Linked DNA regions of Mus musculus: region 1 is linked to region 2. A link is a contact called in public Hi-C data. All regions are on one chromosome and are shown on one strand. Each heading gives the region's core, a stretch centred on a gene start, on an enhancer-like site or on the middle of the called end of the contact. The rest is flanking DNA. Distances are from core to core; before and after follow the strand shown. Region 1 has its middle 13 kb from the start of Gm46406. Region 2 overlaps 2610307P16Rik (RIKEN cDNA 2610307P16 gene).

Region 1 (2,700 bases), core at 103-2,602, 170 kb before region 2:
CATTCCAGTGGTAGAATCAAGAGTACCAAGTTCAAGATCACCCTTGGATACTCAGTGAGTTCAAGGCCAACTTGGATATAGGAAATAATGTCTCAAAATAAATAAACTAGCAAATTACTAATCAGAATAGATGAGGTGGCTCCATGCATATAAAGGGACTTGCTCCCAAGCCAAATGACTTGTGTTGGATCCTTGGAACCACGTGGCAGAGGAAGAGACGTGACACTCCAAAGTTGTCTTCTGATTTCTACATGTGGACTGTGGCATGTGTGTAGAACCTCCCCCCCCCCCTCAACCCCAGGCACAAGCATACTCACACAAATAAATAAATAAGATATGATAACTTAAAAAAAAAACACCAAAAAAAAAACCCCAAAAAACAACTACACAATCCATATGTGTCTCACAACCCCCACGTCTTTCTAAAGTCGCAAAATCTTCTTGGAAGTTGGTCATGCTTAGATCTATTCGTCCTCTATTCTGTGGATCACTTTTGTGGGTATAAAGGCCCCAGCATCCCTACCTAATGTTTGTGGAACTCAACTTTCGAAAGTGGTTTTGGCTGGCACAGGATGACTCTGATCCTCTTGCTTCAGCAGTGCACAATCATTGGTCCAGCTCAGCTCCATTTCATTGACACACTAGCAGGGAGAAAGGTTCACCTTGTGTTTGGGGTCCTCTTATCTATGTAAAAGATGACAGCTGGTTGGGCAGCTGGTTAGGCCAGTCCTGTGCACAAGGAGAGAAGGGGAAAGAACCGTGCGGATCCTTTAAAGTTAGGGAACAGAAAAGAATGTTGTCCTTGCTTTCTTGTCCCCTGATGTAGAGAGAGGTCTTCATCTTTGACCCCTCTCTATCAGCTTTGTTTCTCAGTAGTTGGATGTCTTTATCCCACCCACCACCTCCACCACCACCACCACCACCCCTACCACCACCCCCACCACCACCACACCCCCCCACCACACCCCCCCCTCCTTTTTTTTTTTTAATTGGCTTGTAGAGAGGAGGGAGGTGGAGGAGGAGTTGAGGGCTCAAAAAGAGAGTCCTGCAATTAGCAGGAAGGTGATGGTGCAGTTTTTACTTTATGTTTGTAAGTTGAGTAAAGTTAAGATGCAAATTGTGATTTTCCTCATACACATCACACACACACACACACACAGACACACAGACACACACACACACACACACACACACACACACCTCAGTCCCTCCCCCTCCTACTGTTCCTGTTCCTTCGGGTGTTTTGGCCCAGTTGGAAGCTGATATTTAAAAGACATTTGATCTGCCTAATGGAAGCGGAAGAAAACAGGGATGACATCAAGGGGATTTCTGAGAAAGAAATTCTGAAACACAAGGGACAAAAGAATGAGTCACCAAGGCAGTCATGAGAACCGGCCTGCTCAGGCCTCAAACAGCTTGTTGTTGTTGTTGTTTTGGTTTTGTTGTTGTTGTTCTTGTTTGTTAGGAGAGATTGACAGTGTCCTGTTCTGGAGCATTTGGGGGTGGGGTCAATGGGGAACCTCTGGCCAGTCTTTCCTCCTGAGAATGCACCTGGGGGTGGGAATGATATTCAGGGATAAGTTCTGAAATGCACCTTTGGAAATATAGGTGGTTGGTACTGGAGGAACTACAAAGGTAAAATCCTGTGACAGAGGCTAGTCTGTGTCCTTCTCACCCCTGTGACAGAAAGGGGCAAGTTCTTTTTCTCAGACTCTGGCCTTCCAGGAGTGTCTGAGTAGCCAAGAGATGACCTAGGGCAAGTCTGGGGTGTGTAAGCAGGGAGGGAGGCAGGGTGTGTGTGACTGGGCAATTTTCCTGCTGGACAATGGGGGAGAGGCCATTGATGAGCAGCCAATTCCTGTTTCCTTCCTGTTTTGTGGGCGGAGGGTATGGGATCAGGAGCAGCTGGGGTCAAGAGGGAAAGGCCACCAAGAGGCTGACCATAGCCTGACATCCTAAGCAAGGAGACAGGTTGAGAGGAACAATATCCACGGACTGGTCCAACTCTTGTCTCACACGTGCTTGTCAGCAAGCATGAGGTCCGGAGTTCGATCCCCAGCGCCACTCCTAGAACACACACACTTACACATACAAATATTTACACACATGGATACACTTACACCATGTACACACAAACACAGATGCACAGACACTCACACACACACACACACACACACATACACACACACACACACCATGCATACACACAGATACACACACACACACACACACACACATAGCATGTCTGAAGAATCTGCAGATCTTGAGTTTCAAAGTAGAAATAGAGACTGCCATGAGAATCTATGCGTTGGAATAGAGACTGCCATGAGAATCTATGCGTTGGAATAGAGACTGCCATGAGAATCTATGCGTTGGTTTATTAAACTTGACATTTGCCTCGGCTTGAGAAGGCCCATTTGAAAACAAGACACAGTTTCACTGAGCATGGTCGTTCTCCATGCTATTTCAGACTTACATTTTCAGTGACCACAGCGTAGGATGAAAATCTCGAATATTTATGGAATTTACTGAGGAGCCCTGTAATCTGTCCTTCTGTCTGAGTCAGTCTGTCTGCTCACTAGGACACAGTCCTACAGGGACTCAGAGTCAAAGTTGGGCAGACTCGGGGCCACTTCTCAGCTCGCACCTTCAGGTTCCTTTCCTGAACTGTTGAAACTGGGCAAACACAAGGACAGAGCT
Region 2 (2,700 bases), core at 168-2,667:
TTGGTTACTGTTGAGTCATTTATGAAAGATCTGAGACTTTTTAAAAGAAAGATTGATTTTCTTGCACAGTCACTGTGTATAAACTTCTATGCTTATACCAGACCCTTTCACACCAAGGGTTTGTTGCTTATTGATTCGCGCATATTAAAACCAGGATATGAAAGAGTCAGTTTACCAGTATGAACTAGAAAACCCTAAAGAACTTTAAAAAGAAAGAAGGAATGAAAAAGCCATCTGGGGCCTGAGCAGCAATTTGGGGTTTACTGATGCTCTGGTTGGCAGGCTGTCTGGGCAGCTGGATCTAGGTTGCACCCTGAGTATTTTCTCTTTCCATTTGGACAGGCATGGAGGTGTTGAGTCCGTAATCTGGACCTTGTGAGAGCCAAGTCCGTGTTATGGAGTAGTTCTGTTTTGCACACGGTTGTCCTAATTTCCCCTCTTCTTTACTTGCCCACTAGAAGGGAAAAAAGTAATCAGAGGTGTTGCTGGGTGGAGCCCTCCTTTGATTGCAATGCCCCAGGGGTTTCTAAGTTAACAAATTAAAGCTTTAGGGCTGACTGAGCCGCTTGCTTGGTCTTGGTGGGCGCAGCAGCTTTTCCGTGCCTTCTCATGTTCCTGCCCTCCCTTCCCACTCCAGAAAAGAAACTGAACTCAGAGGCTTTGCCTGAGGAAAGGCTGGCTTGAGGAGCCGAGGGACTGATGACCACAGCTGCAGAGAGGGAAGGCCAGCATATTCTTGGAAGGTGTGGGATGAGAAACGCACTCCCTTCCCTTCCCTGCTTTTGCAGTCATGCCTGGTGTGCCTCAGAGCTAGGATACACGGGCGGGGGAGGGTGGAGCGTGGGGAGGGCTAAGATTAGGGAGAGAGGAGGTGAAACTCTCCTGGGAGTTGGAGACCAGAAATAAACATCCAAAGGAGCTGGGACAAACCCTCTGGCTGCCCTCCTGAGGTTCAGGGGTGGATCAGGAGGGTCCGAGCCAGGGAGGCAGTAGCCTGAGTCTTGGAGGAGGAAGATCTCGCTGGCTGCCTCCTCCTCCTCTCTGCTGGGGTCCCTGAAGCCAGTGCAGGAAGTGGGCGGGATTCTGCTAGAGTTTATTGAAAAAACAGCTGCCTGGCTCCATTTCCCTCCCCCACAACGGCCCATCCTCGCTGTGGCTCAGGATAGAACTATGCTGTAAACTTTGGCATGAATCAAGCATGCTGATACTCTCTCAAACAGCAACTTTTTCTTTCTCTCCCCCCTCCCGCTTTTTTTTTTTTGGCACAGAGTCATTCGTTTGAGGCTGGGGGAGAGGAACAGAAAGACTAAATAAAATGTGGTACAGTGGTTCTAGAAATGATTTGATCTGGTCCAGTAAAGGTCCAGAGTTCACCGACTGGACCTGAAGGACCCAAGTGAGAATAAGGTCAGGAGCCAGTTTTTGAAAGTGGTGAGCAGACGTCAGGACTTGAAGGCCTGCTTGCTCTTTTTCTGTTACTGTCATAACGTCTTGGACAGAATCTACCCTAGGAAAACACTGTCAGTGCCTGTAAGTTTGTGACTTCGTTTTTTTGACCAAGAATTGCTTAGGAGGTTGAAGGGGACAGGAAATAGCTAGGAGCCAGGGTACCACTGGGCAGAAGTATATATGTGTGTGTGTGTGTGTGTGTGTGTGTGTGTGTGTGTGTGTGTATGTGCGTGTGTTGATTAGGACCCGCAGATGGCAAGCAGCAGCTGTTTTATGGTGTGAATTGTTTGCTCAGAAGATTTTCAGAAGCTAATTCTCCGTGGAGGTTGGTTTGCCAAGTGACTTGTTTCCTTTTTTCTTGTTTCCCGACCTATTTTCCTCTTTGTGTGTGTGTGTGTGTGTGTGTGTGTACCCTAGCTGACCTTGAGGCTCTAAGAGTTGCTTAAAACCTGAGACTGTTAAGTTCTGAGAGGGTTGCTTGCACCAGGAGGCTCCTGGCTCAGGTTTACTTCAGACCTGAAGGTGAGGGCGGATGCAAAGGAGAAGGCTGCAGAGGGAAGGGCTTCCCCTGTCTTGTCTGAGATCCGAAAGGCTGTGCCTGGCCCCCCTCTGCTCTGGCTTTACTGTGAACTCTTGCTCTTGCGTTGACCCTTTCCCTTGGCCTTCTATTAAACCTGACCTGTGTCTCTTCCTCCACTTAACGTGAGAGAATATTTTTTTTTTCAGGGACATTTATGAGTAGTGAGTTAAGATGTCTCTAAAATTCACTAGTGGTAGAGGCCTTAGGGCATGGTTAACCAGTTCTGTTATCCCCCTTCAATATTTTCTTTCTGTTAATACCCCATGTGTGGCTTGTATTTGCTTGAACAACTCGAGAAAGCATCCTCAGCTGTATTGTAGGAAGCAAAGTAACTCTCACGCTCTTGCATGAAAGCATGACACAGAGTCTGGGGCCCTGGGATGGTAGAACTTAAAAGGCCAATTAATAACATTTATTTGTTTTTGTTTTTGGAGAACCCAGGGCCTTGTGTATGCTAAACACAGGCTCTTCCAACTCTGGTCTACATTACTTATTAGTAATAGAGGTTACTTATTATTGTTATTGTTTTGTGTGTGTGGTATATGGTGTGTATGCATGTGTATGGGGTCATGTGTATGCGAGTGTACATACAGGCCAGAGACTGGTTATTATTGGTGTCTTCTTTAATTATTATTACTTTTTAGATTTAATATTCATTTTTATTTATTTTA

The links. Hi-C and Micro-C count contacts between places; a contact is called where the count stands out from the background.
Region 1: a Hi-C map of the C2C12 cell line shows a contact between it and region 2, with 3 times the contacts expected there. The contact joins two enhancer-like sites. A contact is called at or near these places in 1 of 39 promoter capture datasets (the C10 cell line), 1 of 15 datasets of contacts at CTCF or cohesin (pro-B cells), 38 of 484 Hi-C or Micro-C datasets (the 3T3-L1 cell line, the AML12 cell line, the C2C12 cell line and 27 more) and 16 of 115 datasets of contacts at active chromatin or transcription factors (the NIH/3T3 cell line, the SCID.adh cell line, T-cell acute lymphoblastic leukemia and 13 more).

The regions. Positions count from the first base shown.
Region 1 is chr13:28,930,598-28,933,297 of GRCm38.p6, reverse strand. No RefSeq gene overlaps it. Among named protein-coding and RNA genes, the nearest start is that of Gm46406, 13 kb to the left of the region's middle. Within about 2 kb of position 1,352, at least 71 of the 459 cell types and tissues checked have an H3K27ac peak or open chromatin away from gene starts, as enhancers often do. A contact at or near this core is called in the C2C12 cell line, the NIH/3T3 cell line, the STO cell line and 4 more, where this site is marked.
Region 2 is chr13:28,756,353-28,759,052 of GRCm38.p6, reverse strand. The region is part of intron 3 of 2610307P16Rik (RIKEN cDNA 2610307P16 gene); the gene reads left to right. Among named protein-coding and RNA genes, the nearest start is that of Mir6368, 47 kb to the right of the region's middle. Within about 2 kb of position 1,417, at least 286 of the 459 cell types and tissues checked have an H3K27ac peak or open chromatin away from gene starts, as enhancers often do. A contact at or near this core is called in the C2C12 cell line, the NIH/3T3 cell line, the STO cell line and 4 more, where this site is marked.